2 separate regions of the Hordeum vulgare genome follow, and region 1 is linked to region 2. Evidence: chromatin contacts called from public Hi-C data. All regions are on one chromosome and are shown on one strand. Each heading gives the region's core, a stretch centred on a gene start, on an enhancer-like site or on the middle of the called end of the contact. The rest is flanking DNA. Distances are from core to core; before and after follow the strand shown.

Evidence for each region. A called contact is a pair of places that touch in the nucleus more often than the background predicts.
Region 1: a contact with region 2 is called in a Hi-C map of seedling, with 1.6 times the contacts expected there. The contact joins two enhancer-like sites. A contact is called at or near these places in 3 of 6 Hi-C or Micro-C datasets (leaf and seedling).

What each region holds. Positions count from the first base shown.
Region 1 is chr5H:54,232,495-54,238,114 of MorexV3_pseudomolecules_assembly, reverse strand. No RefSeq gene overlaps it. Among protein-coding and RNA genes, the nearest start is that of LOC123395592, 140 kb to the left of the region's middle. Within about 2 kb of position 3,919, at least 3 of the 3 cell types and tissues checked have open chromatin away from gene starts, as enhancers often do. A contact at or near this core is called in leaf and seedling, where this site is marked.
Region 2 is chr5H:54,149,223-54,155,324 of MorexV3_pseudomolecules_assembly, reverse strand. No RefSeq gene overlaps it. Among protein-coding and RNA genes, the nearest start is that of LOC123397892, 73 kb to the right of the region's middle. Within about 2 kb of position 3,409, at least 3 of the 3 cell types and tissues checked have open chromatin away from gene starts, as enhancers often do. A contact at or near this core is called in leaf and seedling, where this site is marked.

The DNA.
Region 1 (5,620 bases), core at 2,670-5,169, 82 kb before region 2:
TTGAACCTATGCCTTCCTAATCCGTGTGATCACAAGAGTTTTCACGAGACTTACTCGTGTGGTGTTTTGCCGGACATTCTTTCAGAGCAACAACTTCATCAAAGTAAAGGAGTAAATGGCAGGTGATGCATTGATGAAGTGGGATTCGACCTTGAACTTTGTGTTCATGCCCATGGAAACGACGTTGATCCTATCATAGAAGCTTCTCGTATCAATAATAATTCATTGTAATGATTTGATCTTGTATCCGTGATTTGGTACTTTGCAATCGTGGTTCCGACCACAATTGTTCTTCTTTGATCCCATTTTTAGGCAAGTTAAAGCACTTGTCCTCTTCAGATCAATACATTGGTCCAAGCTTTAATGTTGATCTACCTCCGAGTATTATCCCTGGTATCTCGAGAATATCACGGAGCTATATAACTTCTTATAAGCTCCTTGTCGACTATGAAATCTCACTCATTCTAGTTTCCTCGTGTTTTGAGTTGTTGTACACTCAAGGACACCGATAACTAAATCATGTACGCTTTGCGATTCCACAACTCTTAGTAATCTTTTTTGCTTATGAGCTGTACTTGATCTTGTCATTCCAAGCTATTAGGCTACATCATTATCGTCATGCTAGAGCTTGACCATGCTATCTCTGTTCTTCATCCCTGGAACACATTTCCAACTGTGCATTAAGCTTACATTGAGCTTTCAACATCATGTTGGTTGTCTAGAAAGGCAATTTCGATTCTAAGCTAGCAATCTTATTTGTGTTTCCGACAACCTTTAACTTCACCGTTCCTTTGCTTGATGTTGTTGCTGATCGATTACATCTTCATGGAACTTTTCGACAAATGTGTCGTGATCATCACCAGCATTCTAAGCTCTTCCAGGATATCAATCAAAATACATGATGAGAATCACCATCCTTGTCCATCGATGATTTGAATTATCATCACATCCTTATTGCCTTCCCTCCAACACAAATGTGTTCATGTTTTGTATTGACCCTTGAGTTCCTTGCCATTCAACTTATTTTATGTTCTACCTTGGAGTATTATGATCTCTTACATCCAGAATGTTGTAAGAATTGTTGCACCTCTTAAGAATTCTTGATATAGTGTACTTCTCGCCATCACAATTCATTTCTTGGTCCCCGTGTTGCTCCTAACCAGAATACCGACAAGTAAACTCTGATGTGTGATTCCAATACTTCTAGCAACCCTATTGCTTTGAAGTTAATAACTGATTGTTTCATTCTTAGTGTGTCAGTTGTTGACTCACCATTTTAGCATTGGTCATGCTACTCTGTCCGTATTTACGGGTGCACCTTTTGGCCAATGTTTAATTGTTATTGTTCCCTCGAGCATACGTCATTATATCATTTGAGTTGACAAATGCCATCTCCTTGATCTTATAGTTTTGGAAATTCATCCCTATCAAAATCTTAAGGGATTATTGATGAGACCATCCGCCACAACCTAAACTTCTCCATGGTACGTGATGAAGCTTTTGAAGGCATTGTCATTGTGCCTAGCTCATGAACAATATGTTTGAGAGAAGAAGTGTTTTCCCAAAGTTCATGTGCATTCTTGCCACCGTGAATATGAGAAAGTTTTGTTTCACTTCCTCTGGGATCATTCAAAATCATTCACACATGTGCGAAGTGTTATATGTTTTGAAGATATGCTATGTTCACTTCATATAACTTTCCTAGCACCCCAAGACACTAACTGATTTGATCAAGGGAAAGAAGTTCCTCCATAAGAACTAATCCAGGCTTACACAAGAACCATGATATCCTCGATGATGGTTCCCAAATCAAAATCCGGTTGCATTTTGTTGTCAGAATTCCATGTGGGCACGAAGGCCTTGACATTGTGTTCATGTGTCTTATAATCCAGCTCATGATTCAAGACTTGCTTCTGTAGTTCATATCCTGAGAATCTTGCATCATCATCTTTTCTTCTCATGGATCCTAGGTCTGAGGTATCCTAGCACGAATCAGATGTGAATATCGGGCAGATATGATGGTTAGAGCTTTTCCCAATAGTCATAACTTTGGTCTTTACATAAACTGGTACGGTGCTGTCTTGTCCAACACACATGGCCGAATGACCTATTGTTATATTACCTTCCTTGGTAAGGTTATCCATTCTCCCGTGAGGAAATTGTATGACTTATTTTATAAGTTGTTCCTGATGGGTCCTTTGTGTACCCAAGGTCCGACCGTTACGTGATGACCATCTCGATGCTACCCCGAAGCACGGATGTGGTACTTCAAATTTCAACAGGAACATTGGAAGCGCAATGCTAAATTGTTCCTAATCAATTATCCAAATCGTATGGTATGGGTAAACATCATGATTCTCCTTGCCCTTTTATCAAAATGGTTATGTACTTGATGACCTATCATGTATACCATACTCTATTTTCCTTGAGAATGGTATACTCTAAATACTTGCGTGTGAACACATTTTCCTTTCTATTGGTTTGTTTAAACCTTCTTATAATCTAATTTATCCGAGCATTGATAATTCCTTTCTTAGGTAAAAAACCTCAATATACAACTCTATCAGTAAGACCCTTTTCTATTGTGGAAAACATTCCAGTAGCCACCGGTGGACGAGAACTTTGCCTATTAGTCCGCCTCGTTTCAACGAGCAGGAAAATGGTTCTATTCGTCCCCCCGCCCTTGGTACCGACGTTGTTGCAAACATATCTGACAGGCTATCCCCTAACATGTCTTGCTACCAAGACCGTACAAGATGTCACCTCTCTACCTACTCTTGGCCCGCATGATGGGCCGAAAACCCAAAGCTCCACACAATCGAAACCGGACTCTCCTGTACATCTTTGACTCCAAAGTATCCTTTGCACCTTGCTTCTTGTGAAATCCAGAGCCACCGTCCAATGGGACGATGTATTCTTGTATCAGACACAATACTTATTTCCGTTGCTCTAAATCCCCTTTCATATTTGTTTAGGCATCAAACGATTGCCTAATCGTTCTAAACTTTTGTACCATCACATATTATTCCCAATGAATTCTGTGAGTTTCAACTTGAGGAATAATTCATGTCTTCTTCCATGAGCTCGCCGTCAGATGCCTAACTTGTGTAGGTATGTTCTTCCAACATTTTCCCCTATTATCCCATTCGTAGGACGGTGAAGATCCTGAAGGGAGGACGGCGACTTCATTAGGATGACATGTTTTTTTGAAGAATTCAACAAAAAGGATAAATTTCTTCGAGAAGAGGGACCAAGATAAGAAGACTCATTAGAATTTTGTAATCAAACGTTTCCCCCTTACACCTACTTCTTAATTCTCGGGACGAGAATTTTTTTTAGTGGTGGAGAGTTGTGACATCCCCGAATTATGCTACAGTAACATGGTGATTAAGCTAATAATTTTTGGTAATCCAAGAATGATCACTTTTGGAATCAAACCCGCATTCAAATTACTTTTCAATTTAAATTCATTTCAAAGGTGGATTTAAAAGTGTTGCAAACATCAAATTAAAAATCATGGATGGGTTGCTAATAATCAACTCGTAATTATAAATTTTAACCAATATTTTTGTGATTAATTAAAGGCCTTAAAACAATTAAAACTGAGGCCAAACAATAATTCTAATGCCCTTTTTAAATCATATAGATCTCCAAACCCCTTTAAATAAATGTCAAACTTTTGTGACAGTGTCAAAAAATGTAATATAAATTATGGACCCAATGCCATAATTTTATAAAAGTGTTTTGTAGCTAAAATATAAACAAACATAAACAAATAAAATAAAATTTAGATAATAAGAAGAATAAAAGAAAAATAAACCTCCCCCGGGGCCTCGGCCCAGCTGGCCAGGCCAGCCTATCCACCCTTTCCCCCGGCCGGCCCATCCAGCCCCACCACACCGGCCCACACCAACCCCTCACCCCCAGCCTATATAAAGGGGCCTCACCCCTCAACCCTAACTTTTTCCCACTCCCTCCCCTCACCGTCCTCACCCAAGCGACGCCCTCTCCCTCCTGTGCGCCCGAGCGCTCCAGTGCCTGCCGGCCATGTCGGCCATGGCGCCGCCTCGACGCCGCTTCGACTAGTGGCCGCCCCGAGCCGCCCTTGCCGGCGCTAGCCGTCGGCCCCACCTTGCCCCACCTCAGCGGTCCTCTACTGCCACCACTGCCGACACCGACCACCATCGCACCACCTCCCCGACTCTTCCCCACCAATGGTTTCCCCCGCCTCGCCCCGGAGCAGTTTGCCACTCCCCTACAACGGCAGTGAGACCCGCCCCCTCCTCTCCTCTTCTTTCCCTCCGATGGCCCCCTCCCCTCAACGTGCAACCCCTCGCTCCGGCGAGCCCCCACCGACGAGAAACCCCGACTGTCACTCGCATCCCTCTCTCCCTCACTAGACCACGCCCATGCGCCCCCGCCTTGCTCGCCCCCTTGTCCCGCGCCCGCACTACGGCCCCGCTGCACCGCGCGCTCACCTTGACCGCGTTCCCCTCGTGCCGCTCGCACACACGTGGTGCTCGACCGGCCCCGCTCATCGCTGCTGCCGCTGGCAGCCCTCCGACCACCACACGCACATCGCCAGCCGCCTTCGTGTGCTCCCCGATGTTGGCCCCGTTGGCCCTGCCGGAAACCGCAGCCACTCGTCCCACGGCCGTCGGCACCACCACCGCCGTCGCCTTTCCGGCCACGGTGTCGTTGCCTTTTTCGGCTGCCCCTTTCGGCCCCGGGCCTCTCCCTGTCCACCATGGGGTCACCCCCAGTAAAACGCCTTAATTAATAAATTACTATAAAATGAATATAAAAATGAAAATGAAACAATAAGTAAATAATATTAAACGAGTTAATTATATAATTGTGTTTAATTAGTTGGCTTAATTAACCCTTGATTGATTTGTCTAATTAATGAAAGTAATTAGTTAAGTTAGTTATACCTAATCTAATTAATTAATTCTATTAACTGAATGTGAGTGTATGACATGTGTGTTCCCTTACTAATAAATCAATAGTTGGGTTTAATATACCCTCGTTAGGCGAGTCTGTATGACAATGGGGCTCACTGGTCAAATTGACGAGTCAACTGAGCTGTTGACTGACATCATGCTAATGTGATAATATCATTTTTATAATTAAATTAAATCTATTAATTCTAAAATATTAATAAAACCTTGATAATTTAATATAAAATAATCCGTAAGTGAGATGAAAATAATTTATAAATGAAAGTTGATCAGAAAAACGAGACGAATCCGGATACGCCGTTCGTTTGTCACGCGTCCCTATCATAGCGAATATGGAACTTTTCCATCCGTTTCGCTTGTCTGGTAGTAGCCAGAGACCCGGGAAATATCTCAGATATTTTCCCAATCCGTCTATGATGGGTAATACTACGTTAGCTCATGCCTAGCACTGCATATTGCCATGTCATGCATCGTGATGCATTTGTCTACTTTATATTTATTGTTTATCCCCCTCTTCTTACCGACAGACCCCGAGACTGACGCTGCTGCCAGGTACGACTATCCTCGTGACGACCAGCCCTTTGCCGCAGAGCAACAAGGCAAGCAAACCCCCCTTGATCATTCCTATGCTGCCTATTCTTTCTTCCTCATGCTTGCAT
Region 2 (6,102 bases), core at 2,160-4,659:
TGAAATGCCTCTCATGAACACTATGGCCCCCGGGTCCATTCAACAACTATATTTATCAAAAATATAAAACTATACTTGTTGTAATTTATTACCTTTTTATTTATAATTATATGTCCTACACTATGAGAATTAATCCTTGAAATTAACGAGTATAAGGGGATTCACAACCCTCTTGCTCGTGTTAGGTGCAAGTATTTGTTTCTGTATGTGCAGGTACTGTCGACTATTCGTTTGCGTGGTTTTCTATTAGTTCGATAAATCTTGGTTCTTAACAAAGGAAAATACTTTTTTCACTTTAATACATCACCCTTCCTCTTCGGGGAAAATCCCAACGCCATCATAAGTAGAAGTCGTGCCCTTGTAGGCAATCTCCATAACTTAATCGGAGGCTCCCAACACCATCACAATGCTTCACCACAATGGAATGTGGATTCGAGGTGAACTCTTCCGTCTAGGGTGTCCAAACACCCAAGAGTAACAGGATCAACAAGGAATTAATTGGTCAATCAAATATATCTTGGTTGAAGTGTAGATCGAGGCCCTCTCCTTCATACTCTAGAAGATCAACATTTTTATGGCTAGGGAGAGAGATCGGGTGGAAATGAGATTCAGGGCATCAATGGAGCTTTGGGGATAAGAGGTGGGTCTTCTTGTGGAAGAAGTCATACTTTATATAGGGGGGAAAATATCCAAACGTTATATGCCCAACCCGTAGTAAAGTGGTACTAGCGCTCCTAGGAGCGGTACTACCGTTTAAGGCAGTAGTACCAGCCAAGCGCCAGTGAGACAACGTATTGGAGCGATATTGTCGTCAAAGCGGTGCTACCATCCATCCAAGCGGTACCACCACTTAGGATTGCTTGGCCTAGTGGAACTACGATACTGAAGTGCTCCCCGGAGCGGCATGAACTACCGTCGTAGTATCGTAAGTGCTGCAAAGGGCAAAAAAAAACATGCATGTGGTACTACCGGAAATACTAGCGAGTGGAAGTACCGCAACAAAAACCTCGTTCAGAAGTGGTACTAGAGCCGATAGTAGCGAGCGGAAGTACCAGAAAAAGCGGTACTACCGCTCGACTACCATTAATTAAGAATGGGCAATAAAGAGTTGCATCGAGGGGCATTTCCAAAGCAGTACCACCAGCGATAGTCGATTACAGAAGTACTAAGCGGTACTATCGTGGACTAGTGTAGTACTACCGCTTGGATGCTCCCAAAATTCCGAAGCAACAATGGTTGAATACTCCACGAAGTGGGAAGGGTATGTGGGTGCATATGTGGTTATGTATGTGTTGAATCCACCATACCTTTCCAAAGGGATCACATCTTTATAGTACAAATTTCGTATGACTCAAAGCAACCGAAAATAAACATCGAAAATCCGTCTTCGCTCTTTTTAGCACCAAGGGGAATAAACCGTCTTGTGTCATATAAATAAGAATATATGAAATGCTCATCAATCACCAAAACCATGAGCTCGAGAGAGAAATATGCTCTTTTAGGAGGGATCCCCTTCGAGATTGGATCTCTCCTCTTTTTCTGTTGAGTTTCTTCTCTGTTTCGGTTTTATTTTAGGGTGGAACACCATTTCTTAAATAGACAGAGATTCATAACTCCGATCGGACTAAAATATTAACACAATCTTTCCCTCATAATAGGCTTCCTTACGCCCAAAGGAGAGGTCAAACCGACCTACGGTTTGGCGACAATCCTGGGGCCCATGCCCTGGGGGTTGCACTTGTGTAGCCCAAGGGCCTCGTCTTGCATTGATTCTTGCACAAAAATCACATATATTCCACAAAAGTTTATCATAAATTGTTATCGTGTTTAGACCTTCGTAGATATGGATTTTATGCTAAACCAAAAACATGTAAAAAATAGAAACTGGCACTCGACACTGAATTAATAGGTTAGTCTAAAAAAAAATTGTTGCCAACGGTGTGCAAATTTGGTACGATGATGACATAAAAAAATCAAAAATTACAGATACGTCAGAGACGTATCAATGGGCAGGTGATACCTCAGAAAGACATCTTTCAGTATTTGGGATCAATGATGCAGAAGGATGGTGATATCGATCAAGATGTGAGCCATCGAATCAAAATCGGATGGATGAAGAGGATCCAAGCTTCTGACATTGTATGTGACAAAAGTGTCATAAAAGCTATAGAGCGGGTTATATAGGACGGCGATTGGATCCACGATGTTGTATGGCGTTGAAAGTTCCAACTAAAAGATGACATGTTGCACAATTAGGTGCCATGGAGATGCGCATGTTGAGATGGATGTGTGACCACACAAGAAAAGGATCGGGCCAGGAATGATGATATACGGGATACAGTTACTACTTCATCAATTGAATAGAAGCTTGTCCAACATTGTCTAAAATGATTAGGACATATTTAGCGCAGGCCTCTAGAAGCTCAAGTGCCTAGCGGGTGGCTAAAGTGTGCCGAGAATGCAAGAAAGATCAGTTGGACCGAACTTGATATGAAAGGAGTCCACAAATAGATATCTAAAGGACTAGAATATCACCAAAGAACTGACATGTCCAAGGCCATCGAATTATGAATTGATTGCATGACCTTATTTTACCTAATATTAAAGGGGCGATTGGTTCTCCATTCTTTTTCGTCAGCTGGTCTGTCCCGTACGCCTTGATTTTTATCTTTTGTGTTTAAATTGTGGTCCTTTTATTTAGGTCTCGAAAAAGGTTAAAAAAAACTGCATTATGCAGGACTCGGAGCCTCACGGTCGATTCGTTGGTGGTCAGGCCACGCTGGAGCGACCAGTAGGCTGGTGGAGCCCCGCGCAACGAAAAAACAAAGAAACGGCCAAAGGCGGAGGGGAGAGCCGGACCACAGGCATGGCATTGTTGCAAAGTTATCTTCCCTCTTCCTTGTGTCGGCTCGATGTGGTTGGAGCTACTCGGCCTCGACGCCTATGACCTCCACCACGGATCCGTCGACGTGCTCCACTGCCTACTTGCCAGCGCCGGTTTCCGCCTGCCCCCGCACATGGAAGTCGTCGATTTTGCGTCAAGGAGCAATGGAAAGCAGAAGTGGCAGCGAGACTCTGTGTGTTCTCCCTCCAGACGCAGGGGAGGACGGGCGCCGGCAGCAAGGCTCCATTAGTGCTCCCTGCATGACCAAGGGAAAAGAAAAAGCTGAGAGGCAGGTGAGGAGGAGAAAGGAGGGAGAAGGAGAGGCGTTGAAGCTCTGGTGAGGTGGGCGGGTGCTGAGCCCGTGAATGAAGGAGGAGACACTCGGTGGTTCCGTCGAGCGGCCTCGCGGCACCGGGACTCCCACCGGCAAGGGCCATCTTACCAACGCGGCGGCCCACCCGCACTATGGCTCACGTGAGCAAGGCGAGGGACTGTTTTAGGAGTTCTGCGTATCTGAAGAAGAAGGTGTGGGGGAGACGAAGATGAGGACGGGTGGCTGAAAAGATAACTAGATAAGGCTGGATGGAGGCGTGGACAAGAGTGCGGGGTGTCGTTGGAATAAATCTAACAGTAAAGGTGTAAGGTACGAAAGGAGAGGGCAGAGTCCTAGCTACGACAAGCTTGTACGTAAGATGTATGAGTTCAGGCCCCTCTCGTAGAGGTAACAACTCTATGTCTCAGTGCTCGGGAGCTCTTGCAGTGTCAAATGCGTGTTACAGGGGTGTGAACCCTTGTGCGAGAGGGGAGGGGTGGCTTATATAGAGTGTGCTACCCCTCATCAAGGCCCAGCATCTGAGGTTTCGATCAATGGAGTTTAAAGGTGTACGTTACTCATAACGTATGTACTTAATGTTATTTATGACGACCAGCCGAACGCTCGCCTGTTGGCCTCCCTGGAGTGGCTTCTGGTCTTCTGTGTTGACTGGCTTCTTTCGAGTGGAAGTTGGTTGTCGAGTGAAGGGAAAAATACTCCGATGATCTCTTACCGAGTGACTTATACGCTATGGATATCCAGTCGGAATCTTAATTGTGGCCTTCAAGTCTTTAATGAGGTACCCTTAGGTAGGACATCTAGGTCAGGCATGTGACCCTACCCTAGGTACATATCCCCATCATTAGCCCCCGAATGGATCGGTGTTTGAGTAAGGAAGGGGTCGATGGAGATTCTGTCGAGGCATACCGATCTTGAACGTACTTCCGAGCTTAATAGAATTGTGCGCCGACTGAAGTCTTCATCATTCACCCTGATCGATTCTGTTGTGAAGCACGTCCGAGTGAATTTAAGCATTGAGGTTGATCCGAGTGGCTAACGAGATCTTGAGATGTGACGGGTCACTTTGTCAGGTCCGGATTTCACGGAATTCGAAATTTTGGTTAGCGCACGCTGCGTGACGATCACACAATAACCAAGGCAAGTGGGACATGGATGCCTCGATTATCGCATCGCCCTTATCGCCACATATCGTGCCTCCTCTGTTATTGGGATAGACAGAGATCCAGCGGGTCCACCAGTCAGTGACTCACTCGGGCGGTTATAAATCTGGCCAACGTTAGGGTTGGAGCGACGCTTTTCTGTGACTCTCCCTTGCTTCCTCTCCACCTCTGCCTCGCAGGTGCTGCTTTGACATGCCTCCGCCGCCGCTGCAATGACGAAAGGCAAGACGAGCCAGCTCGAGTGCACCAACAAGGGCGGAAAGTCAAAGAAGCCAGGCAGCCGATCTGCACTACCACTAGGGTGGATCCAGGGAGATTTAACGTGCATGTACAAAAAATCTTAATAAAAAAGTGCTAGTGGAGTCCCGAGTAATTCAGTCGATATCGGGTTTGAAAGTAGGTAAACCTTTATACACGTCGTGTCGGCCAAACTTTTCGCCGGACGCACACAAATCACTCGATCCAACCGAATCACACGTGTGGCATATTCTACAGCGGGTCATCCCATGACCGCGCGCATATTGTTGCAGGCTATCCCATGGTTGTATGTCATCATCGCATTGCAAAAGTTCCACCACTTCGCACATTCGCCGTCGCCGACCATCCTCATAGTTTACGCGTCGTCCAACACCTCATGTGCTCCATCACGCACCCCGACTTCCCTAGAGCACCATCTTCTACTGCAACCGGCCTTGGATTTTGCTCGCACCAACTACGCGGCAAGGTACAACCGTGGAGGCGACCTCCACCGAGGGGACCAATGACAAAATGCTTCTAGGGGACAACCCCGTGATGTTGCAACCAACATTCCGGAAAACTATAACAATGCGACAAAAGAGCTTCAAACAACGACAACATATGCTGGAACCGGCCATTACCACAACTAAAAGTTTCAACCGGTGTCCGAGAAAGCTTCAACTAGCATAAAAAAGCTTCAACCGGCATCATAGAAATCTTCAAGTGACCACGAAAAAAGCTTTGATAGTTGATAATAAAGATTCAACTGTAGTTGGATTTTGCTACTAACGGCAAAGTTTTCTATTACATCCATCAGGCGGAGCTGTAACCTCGCGACGACGGCGGTAAGAGTTTGCTGCATCCGTTGTCTTTTTTGCTATGACTCGTGATGTTTTTTGTTACGTCCATTCAACGGCGGTAACTGACTAGGTGTCCGTCGTCGGTTCTTTGCATTATCACTGAATAATACCATCTCGCCTTCTTAGAATCAAAACCAACAATTTATATATGTCATAAACCAGCTTGTGAATCAATAAGCGGAGAATAAGAATGATGACGTAAAGAAAGGAATGAAGGAATATACTGCCCCTATAAGCACTAATTAAGTTGTGAACAATTACAGACGTGGACGGAAGACTACATTGATGGAACCAAAGAAAGTCATTGACACTTTAGAAAGGTAACAATGTCTCCCGTTGTAAAGCACAGTTATTTGTGCTAATGAATTTCAGTTGCAAGATATTATGGATTTCAGCTCTAGCGTACCAAATTTGTTTGGGGCAAAAAGCCTTCACAAAACTATTTGCACGCCTTGGACCAGCTATTCCGGCATATCTCCTTTTAAATGCATGTGCGACGTTATTTTCTACTTCCTCCATTCAAAATTACTTGTCGCAGAAATGAATAAAAGTACATGTATCTAGAATTAAAATGCATCTAGATGCATTCATTCCTATGAAAGTATTTCTGAACGAAAGAAGACTCGG